Regions from separate parts of the Pan troglodytes genome. Here region 2 is linked to region 1. The links are chromatin contacts, called in public HiChIP or PLAC-seq maps. All regions are on one chromosome and are shown on one strand. Each heading gives the region's core, a stretch centred on a gene start, on an enhancer-like site or on the middle of the called end of the contact. The rest is flanking DNA. Distances are from core to core; before and after follow the strand shown. Region 1 holds the start of GPBP1 (GC-rich promoter binding protein 1). Region 2 holds the start of MIER3 (MIER family member 3).

What was found. HiChIP or PLAC-seq counts read pairs in DNA pulled down with a chosen protein or histone mark.
Region 2: a contact with region 1 is called in an H3K4me3 HiChIP or PLAC-seq map of stem cell-derived excitatory neurons, with 10 times the contacts expected there. The contact joins the promoter of MIER3 here to the promoter of GPBP1 in region 1. A contact is called at or near these places in 1 of 7 Hi-C or Micro-C datasets (stem cell-derived neural progenitor cells) and 1 of 1 datasets of contacts at active chromatin or transcription factors (stem cell-derived excitatory neurons).

The regions. Positions count from the first base shown.
Region 1 is chr4:57,454,025-57,458,411 of NHGRI_mPanTro3-v2.0_pri, reverse strand. GPBP1 (GC-rich promoter binding protein 1) reads left to right here and starts at 1,727. Exons shown (of 13, transcript XM_009449137.4): 1 at 1,727-1,946; 2 at 3,464-4,387.
Region 2 is chr4:57,683,603-57,687,989 of NHGRI_mPanTro3-v2.0_pri, reverse strand. MIER3 (MIER family member 3) reads right to left here and starts at 1,874. Exons shown (of 13, transcript NM_001280521.1): 1 at 1,844-1,874; 2 at 377-401.

The sequences.
Region 1 (4,387 bases), core at 478-2,977:
CGCTGTGTTGGTCACCCGACCTCAGGTGATCCTCCAGCCTCAGCCTTCTGAAGTGTTGGGATTACAGGCGTGAGTCACCGCGCCCGGTCCGCCCTTAACTTTTTAAAAGAGTGGGTGTTATCTTTTTCTTAATAATTTGTAAGAGCTCTTTATATTTTCTTATGCAAATAAAACATACGCTAAGGATGGTAATCGAATATAAATATTAACTTGCTTGTGATTTACTACAATTGTTTCTCTGTTTCACTACCAGTTGTTCGACTTTATAGTGTCTTCTGTCACATGAAAGGCACAAATTGTGTGTCTAAGTTATCAGTTTTATCCTTGGGTTTTTTTTTTGTTTCCTTTATTTTTTCTTGGTTTGATATCATGCTTACACATAAAAGCACGAGCAGGTCCTCTCCCAACACGTAAGTTGCTTATACGGAAACAATGTGGTGTAGAGAAAAGAAAGTGGATCAAGCCCCTAATAGACTTGAGTTTAAATGTGGTACAGCCAAGTTGTGGCGCCCAACTTCCATATTCTGTAACGTTAAACACGTCAATCTCATCCTGTTTCCTTATCTGCAAAATAGTACCCACCCCAGAGGGTGATACAAGCATTAAAATGCCCGGCACGGGCAAGGCATCCAGCAAGTGTTAATTCCCTTTCCTCTGCCCCGCAGAGGGGCATTATTAATTGCTTAAAGTGGCCAACTCCCGATAAAGATTAAAACAGAAGGTTGGGGACGGTAAATTTTGGTGAGTTTACGTTCCACCCTTTTTCAGGTATCTTCTAGAAACATTCCATTAAACTACAAACCCCATAATGCATGTACAACTACCATAAAATTTCTACGTTATGAAGTCCTTGTGGCTTAGGGGAGGGCGAACAGCCAAATATCTTTATTTTCCAGACTTTCCCTCTTTGAGACAACCTCCCCCCACCTTCCCTCTAAACAAATGTGATTTTTCTTTTTCATAGAATGCCAACTTCCCAGGTGTTAAAGTGAGGCTACGGTTATAAGGCGAAAAGGTGTCACAATTAGAGAAACAACTTTGAACACGGTAATACTGATTTTTAAAAATCTCGAATGGGCTCTGTGGTTCTGATACTCTGGCTGTTGAAATAATTCACCTACTGCAGATTTAGTAGAAAGAAAAATAATTAGCATGATTATACCTAGTAGCCATTTCTACCCTCTTGAGAGTCTGGGCTTGGCTCCCCGCACGTCTGCTTTCCTCAGCCGCAGGGCTCCCGTGTGCACCTCTCATGCCTGACACAGTCCGCGTTCGCATGCCACGGTGGAGCATCCCCTCAGCGTGCCCTACCGCTCCGGCGCCGGCTCGGCAGATGTTCCGCCTGCGCAGAGCTGAGCATAGGCGCCGTGTGAGCGCCGATTCACCCAGGCCCGAGCGCGAGGCCCAAGCAGGGTACCCGGCGAAGGGCGTGCGCCGCAGCGTCTTCCGCAGCTTGAAGCTCGGAGGAGCTGCGGCGCAGCTTCGGGAGCTTAGAGCTGGGGAAGACGCTGCAGCGCGCGCCACTCGAGCCTGCGCGGCCGCTTCCCGGCGCAGCACCCCCCTCTCGCCCTCTGCGCGGCCCCACCAGCCCGGACTCCGAGGCAGCCCCGGACGGGGGGAGGTGCGGGAGGAGGGGCTCCTCAGGGAGCGGCGGGGAATTCCCCCTTCCACCGAACGTTCCCGATTGTTCACCGTCCTCACGTCAGCAGCAGGGGGTAATCCCCGACTCCAGCTGCTCCTGACGTCACCGCGTGGAGCCACCGCCCCCCGCGCGCCCCTGCTCCGGGGCCTCCTCGAAGCCCCGCCCCCAGCCCTAGCCACGCCTTCTCCCCCTCCCCCCAGGCGCCCGACGTAGAGGGCGGAGCTTCTTTGACCGCGGCGTGAGCGGTTGCTTGGGCCAGAAGGTTCTCTGGTGGAGGCGCTCTTCCTGGTGTCCCGCCCAGTAGGTTCGTTCGCACCGCTTCTTCCACACCCTTTCTCCCTCCTTCTCCTCGCCCCGCCTTCCCTCCCTCCTCAATCCCTCTAGTTCCTTCCCCGCCTCGCCACTGTCCGCGATCTCGCGAGACTTGGCCCAGAACATTGCGGATCGGGTCGGCGCCATTTTGGGACTGAGACTGGTTGTGGGGGAGGGAAAAGCGGCAAAAGGGGATTATTCAAAGTACCGAAAACCTTCTCCCGGGATCAGGCGCGGCGGCACCCCCAGGCCAGGGGCACCTCTGGTGGGGCAGAAGGTAATACCGTCCTCTAGGCTCCACGCCCGAGCCCGGGGGAGGAGGGGAGTGCCCGTGTCCGTGTTGGGGTTTGAGGGGTCGGGAGCGGCGTTGGTGGCGCGAGGTGTGAGGCTGCCCGCCGACGGAGGGGCGGCGAGAAGCAAGGAGTGAGAGGGGAGGGAGGCGCAGATAGGCCCCTCTAGGTATTGACTCGGCCGGGGTGGAGCGGAGGTGGTGGTTGTGAGGAGGGGGTGGGTGGTTTAGCCCCGGCGGCTTGGTTGGGGGGTGTTTGGCGTTTGGCGGAGGCTGGGAGCGAGTCCGACGCTCTCCGTGCTCGGCCTTCCTTCCCCCGGCCTCTTGCACACGCCCGCCTGGTTTTGCACCACTACCCTTCTCAGGGCTGAGGGAGTCGAGGCCGAGTTGTGGCCTTCGGCGGTTTCTTCAGCAGCGCCTCAGCTTTCCCCGCCTCTCCCAGGTCCGTGGCACTTGCCGTGGACTGGGCGAAGGCTACTTTGTTCCTCCGAGTCCTGTGGGGTCTGAGGGGACATGTGCATTTTTGAGAGAGAACCATTCTTTGGTTTACGAAAAGGGCCCTGTACCTTCCACCCCCTCAGTTTTGGGAGAAACCTGTTTTCTTAATTCGAGGAAGTGGAAACCTACACCTTCTAGCCCTTTGCTCCCTCAGAAGTGGGGAAGTCTCCTCGGGAGAATTTAAGAAGCGGGTTTGCCCTACTTCTAGTTCACCTTTCTGGCCTTACTGGGTGGGAATATGCCTCCTCTAGTAGACGTTCTGATTTGGAGGGAGCCTCTTTCTCTTTACACTTATCTCTGAGTTACATTTGCTAATGCTCCGTGGCAGCACACCTGTCTTCGCTTTCCTTGGTCCATCGAAGAGGGTTGGAGATCTTTTGTAAGATTATGTGCCAATTTCATAGTTTTAAAATTTATTCAAGGAGTATAAGGTTTGCTTATGTAATTCCCCAGTATGGGATCTGCACCCCTTCCCAGGTGAAATCTGCCCTTGCCCTCCATAATACCGTCACCTACCGTTTTTCCCTCCCTCTACTCCGATGTCTTATTCATTCAGTAGACTTTTATCGGGTGCTTGCTTGGGTAAAGAAGCCCTTTTCCAGGCTCCTGTAGGGTTATATAGAAGTGATTTTCTCTCCAGAGGTTGACTTTTTAAGTTGGGGATTGATTTTTTTAGCTCAAAATCAAAACTCAGTATGTAATTTTTTTTATAACTTTTACAGGTGATTGAATTACTCAGATATGAAGATCATCATCTAGGTTTTGTGTAAAAGGCCCCGGATATTTTAAGTGGCCATTTTGGATTTACAGTGTTTTTGGATAATTTTGCCCCAGAAGTTTATTAAAATTGGCAAGAATCGTCTGTGAAGTGAATTGATAGTAGTGAACAATTCAGCAAGCTACTTAAAAAGAGACCCAGGCAGCATTTCTTCAGTATTTTGGTTCAAACGGATTATATAACTGGTTACAGTATTTCAGCTGGTGGTAATTTTTGCCTCCCCTTCCCCCACCCCGTTGTTGGGGTTCTTCAGCCGAAACTGAGAGACGTTGATTTGTGTACTGAGTAGTTTCAGCAGTTTCAAATGACTGAGTATTGCTGAAGTTTCATGGCAGTTTATTTTTACCTTTATTGAAAGTTTTAGGAATTTTTGACTTCAGCTCTTTCATGTCACAATGGGACACTTTTTCTGAATGAAGACATTGAAAGAATACAGAGTTTTTTTCCTTTTATCTTTTATTTACGTGGAAATTTAAGATGTTGCAGTTTTCCGGCAGCATGGTAGTATTGAGATAGCTATGTGTGTCTCTGTATATATGCTGATGTTTAGGAATGCTCTTCAGATGTGAAATTTTCTTTTTGTTTTTGCTTTTTGGCTCGTAAATTGGATATTTCATCTGGAGTGGACAAGTACAACAGTGGCAAGTACATGGAATAATAAAGAAGACTTTGATCTTAAATCTAAAGAACTTGGCTAATTCGGGAGATAGCCATATGAAAACTTTAAAACAGAAGTATGGGTAGCTGACTTGAAGTAACTCTATGTCAAATAGTCGTAGGTTAAGTATCTTCAAAGAACTTCGATATTATTTCAGAGGATACAAAATAAAAATACAAACTGGAAAATAAAGATTACAGAGAAAAAACC
Region 2 (4,387 bases), core at 625-3,124, 230 kb before region 1:
TCTGACAAATTACTCAATCTCTAGAAGAAACCGAAGTTAAAATCTAAATTGCTAAAGTTGGTGTCAAGTTAATTTGGGATTAACTGTTTCAGGCTCGGAGGAAAAATAAGATATGTAATAATTAAAGCCATATTCCTTAAAAGAACGCTTGTCTTAGCAACTTTGTAACAGTTACTTTTTCAACATGCAAGAGAAAACAACAAAGAACAGTATAACTGTTTCTTCCCCAAACTTTACTAAATGCACATTGAAACTCTTAAAAATCAATGAAGAAAAACCTGCAGGATACATTTCTATTGGGAATCCTTTAGCAACAGACCTTTGAGCCCACATTACCCACTGGGAACCACCGAAGACGTAAGAAAATAGGACAAACCTGGGCTCGAACTTCCAAAAGAAGCCTAGGAGAGAGATAAGAAAACGTGAGGTTAGATCGCACAGCCAGGGAAAGAGGCAGCGCCGGCAACAGGGCGCAGAGGAGGCGGAGTCGAGCGCTCCTCCGCAGCTGCCAAAAGTGCAAGACGTAGCTTCGCTCGAATCGCTCCCGGCCCCTTTCGGGCCCCCTCTTGGCTGCCTCGCCTTCCTCCCCGAGTCCCAAGTGTACAAACTCACAGACCCGGGACGAAGCCCGGAGTCTGAGAGGCAACTCCAAGTCGCTTCTTGGAGCTCAGCAAGTTACCAAGCAGAGAAGCAAAACCCAGAGCAGTCGGCTCGCACCATCAGTCCCCCATCCCTGGCATCTCCGGAGTCCTCCAAATCCCACCCGGCTCTCCGAAGCCCCAAACAACTCGAAACGTAACACCCTTTTCTGGAACGAACTCGCGTTCTGAGCACCTAGTTCGCCCCTGGGGCCCGGGAGACCCAACTCCGAAGCCGATCTCTTCCCCTGGAGCGTAGGCCAGCTCGAATCGGACACTCGCCCCCAAACCAAAGCGCGAGCCCCCCATCCTCTCTCTCGAGTCCAGAGATGCAGCTCCTCTCAGTTCCAGGGATGCTGGCTCCTTCCAGAGTGTTCAGTCCCTCCCTGGACCGTCAGCGCGCCCCCCGCCCCAGCGAGCTCCAGCCCAGGGGCTCCTGCCACACCGCCCCCTCCCCCCAGCTCACCAGTCCCGGGGGACATGGCCGGGGCAGCTTCGCTCGCCCAGCCTTCCTTCCTCCAGCCCAGAGAAAACTGGAGCTATCAAGCCGCTCTCCTGGAGAGGGCGTCGAGGGTCTCGGTCTGCCCTTTAACCCCAGGGGCTCCCGCACCTCCCGGGCTGCGGGGTGGGGAGTCCCGCTCTTCTGAGAAGCCCGGTGGCCCCGCATCCCGCTCTTCTCCGCGCCCCCAGCAAAGTGAAGCGTGCGGCTCCTTCGCGCCGCAGCCCGGGCCCGGTGGGCCGGGGGCACAGCGCACGACTCCCGCAGGGCAGTGGCGCAGCCCGCTCCCCTCTTTGCGATCCGGCCGCGGAGGTGGGGGCTCGGCCGGTTTCCACCCACCCGGGCCCGGGCAAGAGGCGCGGAGGCGCCGGCGGCCCGCGTCAGCGACCGGGGACACGGCACTGCCCCGTCCCTGGGGCAGGGCTCACTGCAGCCGGCCGCCACCTCCGTCCGGCTCGGTCGCCCGGCCCGACCGGGGCCGGAGCCGCCGCGGCCTAGTCCCGGAGGGAGACCGCTCCCGCGCCCGCTCCCGCCCCCCGGCCAGCCCCGCCACGGCCAGTCGCCGCCCCGCGACCCCCGCGTCGCCACGCCGCCCCTCATGGGGCAGCGGAAAGAGCCCCGGATCCCCCAGGCTGGCTCGGGGGTCGCGGGGAGCCGCCGGGCGCCCGCTCCAGCCCGGCTGCTCCTGCCCGGTTTCCCTGCTCACCTCCGCCATATTGGTACCTTTAGGGCGAACGAGCAGCGCCGAGCCCAGTCCCCGGATGGGGCGCCTGAGCCAATCGCAGCCGCCGCCGCCACCGCCGCGGTCCGCCCGGCACCCGCCCGGCGGCGGAGGCGGCACGGCCCCTTATAGGGCAGGGCGGCCCGCGACGCCCCCGGCCCGCTCGCAAGCCGACGCCGCCTGGCGCCCCTCGCCACCCCCGCGCCGGCCCCAGCCGGCCAGACCCGCACCCGCGCGCACCGTCCTTCTCCTCCTGGCTGGGGTAAAGTTCCTGCCGAATTGGAGGCAAGTGGGGGACGGACGGACGCGCGGGCGCGGGACAGACCCACGTCCAGCCAGTGGAGGCCCAAGAGCTGGCGGGCGCGTCTGGGAACCGACCCACAGACACCGCGGCGCGGGAGGGCGTGCGGGAGGCGGGCAGGAGACTTGGACTGGCAGGCGATGTGCAGGGGAACTCGACAGACTCAACTTCCCTAAGAGGAGGAGGCGATCGATGAAATAGACAGATGTGGGAGGAAGCCCTGGGAAATGGGAGAAGAGGCTGGTGGATGGCAGAGTCCGTCCAGAATGAGGGGACTACAGTCAGGCACTTTGCCGTTTCCACGAAGGGACCTGCAGGAATGGGAGATGGAGACCGGTGTACACTGGCTCACGGAGTGGACAATGGAAGTAGACATTTGCCAAACAGGTTATTGACAGCACAGAAGAAAAGACAAAAGATCGACAGGGCAGAGAAATGATGCTGAATATACTTGTACAGTTCAAGAAGATGCCCAAAAAATATAAACTGTGCTGTTATCCAAAAAAAAAAAAAAAAAAAATTAGACCAGTTCTAGGAATTGTTCATCACCAACGTGTCTTAGGGGATGACCCAGAGATACTTGATACATCTGTTGAAGGACAAGAACAGCATATCAAAGGCCCTGAACTGAGTCTCAAAAATTCTACCCCTCACTTCCCTCACTTCTCCAAAAAGGCCAAACGTTTGGGTAGGATCATAAAAGGAAACTAGTCCCCTGTGCAAGTGGATGGGTGAAAGACGGAGCATAAGGCTTAACAGGAATACCTGCTCGTACATGTTCCTTATGACCATTTGCTCTTCATTGGAGGAGATTACTCTCCGGAAGGTCCACATCCGCACTGAAAGACTTTGAGCCAAGTACACAAAAATATACACTAACGACTGATTGGAGAGTTAGGTCCTGCAAGAAGTTAAAGTAAGGTATGGAGTTGCCCTGGCAAATTTGGAGGACACATTGTCCTAAAGTGGGAGGCCAATTCTATCTGTGGAAAAGAAAGTCGGCTGTAAGGTACATGGATAAGTGAGATGCAAATACCATCAGGAATTATAGCAGGACCCTACAGGAATTTGGAGAGAGTGATCTCAGACACCAGAGCTCTTCTCCCAGCTTTTTTCTAAAACATACGTAATATTAAATGATAAAGACAAGTTTTTAGAAGCTAAAACTTTCCATACTTCATACTTTTAATCCAAACATGAAAGGTCTTGATTTTAACCTGGGGTCCCTCCAATTCCCTTATTGCTGGAGCGCATACTGAGGATGAGGCTGGAGACTGGAGGTAGGGAGAGGGTTATTTTCAAATTTTTTGCCAAGGCATCTCAAAATCAAGCTTATACCACGGGTAAAAGTTATTTACTTATGGAAATTTTAGGGAAAAATCACTCCAACTATTTCTAAACATCATAAAGACTTGGAAAATTACACTTTCCCTGCTGTGAAAGATATCTTTCGACCTTTTGTCCAGTCAAATAACTCAAAAACAGCTAAACTTTGAAACCAGACCTTGGCACACAGTGTATGTACTGTCCTCAATGAGGCGTTCAGAGTTTTCAAAGTAAAAAAAAAAATGGCTTGAAATTAAGTACAAGTGAATAACTTTAGAAATGAGGCAGTGAGCACGCGCTGTGGACAGAACCATGAAACAGTTCCCTGAGCAGCTGGACCGCAGTCTGAGCCACGTGAAGAAAGTGTCTCCATCCAACAACCTGCCTCATACATTACACTGGGAAAAACATTTTCTTCCCAGCAAACTTGGCTAATCCAAACTATAAATGTAGTCTTAGATTATATGTTTTGCCATAACTGAAATATACACAGATTTATTCACTTTCATGAATCTAGTAATGTTTCTGTAGACTTTCTTTATATTCAATTGTAAAGATTTTGTATAGGCATTTGTAATTTTGATGCTTATATGCTCCCTATTATAGAACGTAGTGTAGGAAGTCTGAGTCCATGGTATTAAATAAGGATTCAGACAAAGATAAATGAAGCTAAATTTATTAGCAGTTAAAGGTAGCAGAGCTACTTTCCCCCACCTGATCACTAGAGAAAGTTTACCACTCAGTCTTACATAACACATTCCTTTATGATAAAGTGTGTAAAGTCTATATGTAGATGGAGCTCTCATTCTTTCTGATTGACAAGACTTTCATGAGTCAGTACAGATTAAAAATCCTTTTGACCCAAGGAGTTTAAATTAAAATACTATTACTTTTTACTTTTA